2 separate regions of the Zea mays genome follow, and region 2 is linked to region 1. A link is a contact called in public Hi-C data. All regions are on one chromosome and are shown on one strand. The core of a region is the stretch at or near the end of the contact, and the rest is flanking DNA. Distances in the headings are between cores, read along the strand shown. Region 1 holds the start of LOC100381811 (phytochromeB2). Region 2 holds the start of LOC100194286.

The links. A called contact is a pair of places that touch in the nucleus more often than the background predicts.
Region 2: a contact with region 1 is called in a Hi-C map of endosperm, with 4 times the contacts expected there. The contact joins the promoter of LOC100194286 here to the promoter of LOC100381811 in region 1. A contact is called at or near these places in 6 of 25 Hi-C or Micro-C datasets (ear, endosperm, leaf and 2 more).

What each region holds. Positions count from the first base shown.
Region 1 is chr9:141,026,927-141,030,603 of Zm-B73-REFERENCE-NAM-5.0, forward strand. LOC100381811 (phytochromeB2) reads right to left here and starts at 1,643. Exons shown (of 4, transcript NM_001174606.1): 1 at 1-1,643. The coding sequence starts at 1,643.
Region 2 is chr9:141,190,650-141,194,326 of Zm-B73-REFERENCE-NAM-5.0, forward strand. LOC100194286 reads left to right here and starts at 1,679. Exons shown (of 9, transcript NM_001366816.1): 1 at 1,679-1,796; 2 at 1,872-1,964; 3 at 2,063-2,186; 4 at 2,397-2,489; 5 at 2,794-2,839; 6 at 2,915-2,987. The coding sequence starts at 1,702.

The DNA.
Region 1 (3,677 bases), core at 393-2,892:
CTTGGTGTTATATAAGCCACCGCCATTCCACACACAGCATCCCCTAATGCAACAGCACCAAGGTAGCCTGCATCAGCAAGGCTATCTGTGCTGAGCCCTGTTGAGTCCCCATGACACACCGTCAACCACTCGATAATATCCTTAATCTGAGACTCGGTGGGAGTGACACCCAATGGGTAGTACTTCCCACGATAATACAGTGCAGCCCCATCGCACTTCACAAGGTCCATGACGCTGGGGCTCTGCGTGATGATGCCAGCTGGTGAATCTCGCAGTAGCATGTCACACAATAGCGTCTGAGTTCGCAAAATGTGCTTCTCTGACAGCTGGTGCGCAAGCTGCAACTCCATGTTGAGCTGCAGCCCAAATGCCTGCATGAGAAACTCGCAAGCATACCTCAATGGAAAAGGGATACACCGTGGTGATGTATGGTGGCACACCACTAACCCCCACAACTTCATTGATGAGGAGATGGCACCCCGACCTGTTCGCTCGTCGTCACCACCACTGCTAATGATGACTGCCATAACAAGCGACGCAATTGACCCCATGTTCGCCATGTACTGTGCATGGCACCCGTGCGGAGCGCGTAGCGTGGAGCCTACCAAACACAGCTGCTGCGACAGCCCAGGATCTTGTATGACTCTCACCGGGATGGCATGGCAGTCTGCGATCATTCGCACGCGGTTCTGCTGGAACAGGAACCGCGACGCCTGGGGGATATCTGTGGCGGGATAATGCAATCCGAGGTAAGGCTCAAGGTTATCGCGCCGGCTCTCTGCGACAACTTCCCCGTGCTCGTCTTCATGGAACTTGTACACCATGACACGGTCGTAACCAGTGAGCTCGCGAACATGCTCCACGACTGTGTCGCATAGGAGCTTGACGTCCCCGCCGGGTAGCGCCTGGAGGCGGGAGATGGCGCGGACCGCGAGTTTCTGGGACTGGACTGCGCCGGCGATGGAGAGAGCGGGGTCCTCGGTGCGTGCGGGCTCGAGGTCGATGACGACGCCGACGTCGATGCGGTGGAGGATGGCGTAGAACGGCTTGGAGGAGGCCCTGGAGTGGATCCATAGCGGGTTGAGCAGCGATATCTCGCGCGCGGCGAAGGCGCGCTCCAGCAGGACCGCGGACGAGGGGGAGAAGTAGAGGCGTGCGTCGGCACCAAGGGAAACAGGGGGCAGCGCCACGGAGTCGAGCGAGGGAACGGAGTGGTGCGGCGACAGGTCGAGCAGGTCGGCGGCGTTCTCAGAGAAGGCGAGGAGGCGGAAGGAGGAGTCGTCGGCGACGGCGAGCGTGCAGCCCAAGGGCTGGATGTGGCCGCCGCGCTGGATGCGTGAGAGGTAGGCGGCGATCTGCTGCTCGGAGGACGGCGTGGGCGGCGCGCGCAGCGACTGGGAGTAGTCGAAGCTGCGGCCCGACGCGCCCGACTGCTCGAACACCGCGTGGAGCCGCGCGTCTAGGTTGTACTGAGCGACGGCCTTGGAGACCGACTCCGTGGCCGCAGCGCCCCCGCCACCTCCTCCCGCGCCTGCGCGGGACGTGCTCCCGCCCGACGACTGCGAGTGGTGGTGGTGCGCGTGACGCGGCGCCACGCGTCGCGCGGAGGGGGAGCGCTTGGGGGGGCGACTGTCCGACGCCATGGCGCTTGGGGGAGCTCTCACTGGATTAGGCGGCCCCGTCCGCCGGTCTTGTGCTCGTCAGTCGGCTCGCTCGCCCCCTATGTGTTCGTCCGATACCTTAGCTTTGCTTCACCGTTCCTCGCTGCGCTCATTGATTCACGAGGATAAAATAAAGAAGAAAAATTTGGATCCATACCATTAAAAGATCACCAATTTAGATCTATACCATTACTATCTCACTTACATGTGGGTCCACATGAGTTAATAACACGTGGGGTCCATGGTATATATCTAAAGTTTGGATCTTTTAATGGTATAGATCCAATTGTTCCAATAAAGAAGTGGGGATGTAAAGTGGGGGGCGTGGAGCCAAGGATATTGCGCGCGAGGCGATGCGCCGATGACGATGGCTGTGATGGGGATGGTACTAGGGGATCGGGGCTCGGCAGGGGTTCAGGTCTGGAATGGATTGCGCTCGCGCTGGGGCCTGAAGTGGATGCGGATACTTTCGCCTTTGTAGGCTTGTAGCTAACCGCTGAAGACGGGGATTGTGCTTCCTTTTTCTTTATTTATTCTTCTTTTTTTTAAAGATCCAATGACCAGTCTTGCGTCGGGTACTCCTCCGTTCCCGTGTATAAATCCATTTACATTTGCTATAAGTTAAATAGTAAAGTGTTTGTAGGTTACTATAGTTTCTACTTATTGCTAGTACGTTGCTATGATTTCTATTTATATTTATGGTGTTGTTTGGAAGCACATAATTTTAAAAAAACTGATTTATAGAAAATAAATTCTCAAGTTCTTAAAAACCAAGAAGCTACTCTCCTCTAACTAAAACTAGCTTGTGTTTGTTTAATTGCATCACGCTCTCATTGATTTCATAGAATTTACATCTATTGACACCACTTATAAAAATAGAGAAAAGATATGTTGATAATTGTGTATAGAAAAAACTAGAAACCGATTTCTTAGAAATTGAGTTTCAAACATCTCCACCAAACTTATTTTCATAAATCAGTTTCTAAAAAACGGGAGACAGAATTTGGTTTTTTTTAAAATCGGTGTGCTTCAAAATATTTTCTAAGTGTCGAATATAAAATACAAAGATATATATGCTTAGTTGGCTAGGTGAATAGGAATATCGGTGTAGAGTTGACAACCATCAGGCCCGTGCACAAGCCGGTGCATCCTGTTTGGCTGAACAGGCCCCCCATTTATTTGGGGCCCTAACTTTCCGTGTATGATCTATTAGTAATTCTAATTAGATTATTAGGAACTAGAATGTAAATCCTGCCGCGTGCAGCCTGCTAGACGGACACAATATATCTTTCTTTAATCATTTCTCCTATCGTTCGACGTGACCTTGTTTCGCCTGCTGCCTGATGGGCGACGATCACAGACATTTGTTTCGCCTGCCACCAGCGCACAGCGTGATTCTACCGTCTACACTACACTCGTTCGTCGTCCAGCGGTAGACAGCCAACGCGGCAACAACGATCTCCCTCCGTCACTTGCTTTGTGTCTTGATATTTAGGAAATAAAGTGTTCAAATCATAAGGTACCTCTAACATCCTACTGTATACATGTATATTTATTTGCTAACTTTGTTAGTAAAATAATTTATTGATTATTCTATTTATCTTGTATATATGTATATTAAATATTGTAGTATTTTAAGATCCAATTATCGATGCCATGTCTTTGACCAATTGGTCTTTGAAAATATGATTCCGGTTACTAAAAGCTTTGAGAGTGGATTGTTGGATAAGATTGAATATGATCATACCATTAAGAATCTATTGCAAGGAACACAAAGAAAATAAAATTGTTCAAGTAAAATTTATATAACCAAGAGTTTAATAGGTATAATTTTCATAAATTCCATTTCTATATAATACATTACAGCATTTATGTTTTTATAAATTTATATTTTAGTGATTTTGTGATAAGAGCCTCTATTCAATAATTTCGTACGGGGCCTCGATTTTTACTGGCACGGCCCTGACAACCATAATTTGGATTCTCATTATACATAATTGTATTATTTTTACTATT
Region 2 (3,677 bases), core at 429-2,928, 160 kb after region 1:
GTCATCTAGTTGACATACTCAAGCCCTCCCAACCACATATATTCATTGATCCATCCTATACACAAGATTTAGACCACTACAACCAACACAAGTGCCACAAAAGAGAGAGCAAGCAAAAGAGAGCTACTCATTTGAGTTTAGCACTAGTGCCTTGTGAGATTCATCGAGAGATAGTGTGTGCTTCATCTTTGTGTTCATTTGCGCGTGGAGTTTTGACTCCCATTGAACTTCCTCCAAATTTTTGGAGGCTTGTAAAAGCTAGCAAGAGACACCAAAGATTGTGGTGGTCCTTGTGGGATCGAGAGTGATCCTTGAGAAGAAGAAGAGCTCACCGATCCTTGTGTGATCGGGGGAGAGAGGGAAAGGGTTGAAAAAACCCGTCCTTAAGTGGACTCCTCAACGGGGACTAGGCCTTCGAGGGCCGAACCTCGGTAAAACAAATCACCCGTGTCCATTGTGTTTATTGCTTGTGATTTGTTTGCTTTCCCTTGCTCTAAGTTTTCTTGCACCATTATTTGCTAATTTCATTTGGTATTGCTTCAAGTTAAATTTCCATTTAGTGAAGCAACACATTGCAAGAAAAGAACTTGTTCTAGTGCTCTCCTCTTCTAAGGGTTCTTGCTTTGTTATTCTATAACTTATTAGTTGTATTGATTTATCTCTCCCGCATTATTTAGCAATATTCCTTTCAAGCAAGAACTTAGTTTCTATTCTCCGATATTTATCTTGTTCTAACCACTAATCAAGGGATCTAGTTGGGGGATAAAGTTTTAATTTTCAGGTTCCGCCTATTCACCCCCCTCTAGGCGACTTTCAATAAACCCATTGGGTACAAATTTAAACCCATACCATTACCTGCGGGTATAAACCCAAACCCAAACCCGCACCCTATAGGGTTTGTGCCCGCGGGCTTGCGGGTAATCTGTGCCCATTGCCATCCCTAATCCACACACTTAGGGATGAAAGTGGTCATCTGAACTGATAGAACAAATTTAATATTTTAAAATAAATATGTATAAAATTTGATGTTGATTTTTTATGTTATCTAGCACATTAGTACAAATATTAATAAAATATTACATAATTTTTTATGTATTATTTGCTCCCTACAACATAAAAGGTTGAAAAAATTACCGAATTTATTTCTGAATCCATACCGAAGTTTATATATATTATTTAAGAAAATATATGATGAATTTGATGTTTACCTTTTATGAATCTTTACAAGCTGGATGTTAAAAACAAGAATATAAATTTGTATTATAGATTTTATATCCTATTTATTCGCAATTAAATAAAAACGACTAAAAAACTGATTACCGAATAAATACCGTTTCCGACCGTTTTCATCCCTACACACACTCAGAGAAAGCACATAAGAGACACGATGTAGGGTTGACCTCTTTCACTTCACTTTTTATAAAGGGGTACATGTTACTTTATATAGAGACTTAAAACTCTTCAAGGGCAGAGTCACCATTGTCATCTCATGCGAACACCCTGCTGTAGGCCTCTAAGTGCGGACGAGGCCGAAAGGCCAAAAGCCCATATATCTAAGCCCACGCTTTCACTTTTAACCCAGTGACTCCCGGACCCTCCGTTACCAGTTACCTCGCCTCGCGGATAAGAGGCGAGGGCTAGCAAACCAAAGCCCCTTCCGCCCTCCGCCCAAAACCCCACGCGAGCACCCCATTCCCATCCATGGCGACCACCACCTCTTCCTCCTCGCTGACCACTCCTCTCCTCCGCCCGAACCCCAATACCAACCCTGCTCCCAGATCTCTCCAACTCCTCAGGTTTCTGTCCTCTCCCTTCGCCTTTCTCTTCCCGCCATCTCTGCCGTCCCCTAACTTTCTTTCCGCGTCTTGCAGGAGCAGGAGGTGCGCTCGTGCCGTAACTACCGCCGTAGCCGGAGGTGCGGTGCCTTACGGGGCTAATCCGCGGCGCGGGATTTGGTCGATCAGGTGGAATTTGTCTTGAGCCCTTCGAGCTTCGTCCGTCTGCCTGAAATGGGCTTCGTGAGGTGCCACGGGGTTTCTGATGTTGCTTGTGCCTGTGGTAGGGATGACTTGGTGGTGCCAAGGTCGCCCTACTTCCCAGTGGAGTCCGCGGCGGGGCAGGAGCGTGGGCCGTCGCCCATGGTGATGGAGCGGTTCCAGAGCGTCGTCAGTCAGCTTTTCCAGCACGTACGACGGCACTGGATTGTGTAAAGTGTTTGACCTCCTTAGGGCTTGTTTGGTTGGATACTTGGATCTGGATTGGAGGGGATTCCCTCCCTAGTCAAAATTGAATAGAAGGGGATTTAATCTCCCCTCAACCGAACAAAGCCTTACCAGGAAGGGTTTTACTGGATTGTATTGTGAGGTTTGTGTGACTATATATCTGTCTCTATGCAGAGAATTATTCGGTGCGGAGGCCCCGTTGAGGATGATATGGCCAACATCATTGTAGCACAACTGCTCTACCTCGACGCTATTGATCCCAATAAGGTGAAAACGAACGGGACAACCGTTTGCTGCTGTAATTCCCATGTGAATAGAACATGCTTGCGCTTTAAATAAACCTTTGTTTGTTGATACCAGACAGTGAACCAACATTGTAGTACTAAACTTTGTACAGTGCTTCTTTAACTTTCTGTGTTGCGGAATTGGGTTATACAATTGTAACCACTGAACTTGTAGGTTTATCCAATGTTGCCATTTCATCTAGCTAGGGACTCGAATACATGGCAATTATATATTCAAAACGTGGTTTCTTCCATCTAGTGCATGATCCTTGTCAACCTTCCTGTAGGATATCATTATGTATGTGAATTCGCCAGGAGGGTCAGTGACAGCTGGTAATAGCTCATCTAACATAGTATGTCTGCGTTAGCTGCTTCAATTAATACTAATGCATTTTCGTTTTCTGTTAGGAATGGCTATATTTGATACAATGAAGCATATCAGGCCTGATGTATCCACTGTTTGTATTGGACTAGCTGCAAGGTACTGAACACAAATTCTGCTGAACGATCATCAATTGATTCAGTTCTTTGCATGTTATAGGATCTTAATGTTCATGTTTGACTTTCAGTCTGGGTTTATTTTCCCTATGTAGTCCATTCTGTTCTCAATGTGGGAAGCGCAATTGATCCTTTGTGTTTGCAGTAATTGGAAGGTTCAGTTCATGTAACCTATAGTCTGGGATTTGGGATTGTAGTAACTAGATTTTTTTTTGGCTTTGGTTGTGCTAGTATAGTTCTTGTTTGCAGACAGGACTTGCATGGCATGAGTTTTTAAAACTACCGTAGTACCATAGTTTCAGTTAACAAATTACACAATTGTCAACTCCAGATGGATGCCAAAAGCAGCAATGTCCTTTTACTTTGCATACTTGCCCTGTGTTGGGGTTATTATTCAGCAAATTCACCTTTTGCAGCGAGCTTGCTCAATGATTATCTGCACAGAAATGCCTACTTGCCTAGTAATTTAATTTTCGTTATAACTTGGTACATGTAGTTCTGCTATGAATGAAAGGTAGGAATTAAGTATGCTTTCACGAAATAAGAATTATGTATTCCTGCTTTTCGTATTTAATATTTTAGTGTAACTAGCCATACATAATTAAATAAAGGATGTTAGAGATCTAATTTGTGTTTCAGTTTTACAGTTTGTTAGTGTGAACATGTTTATTAT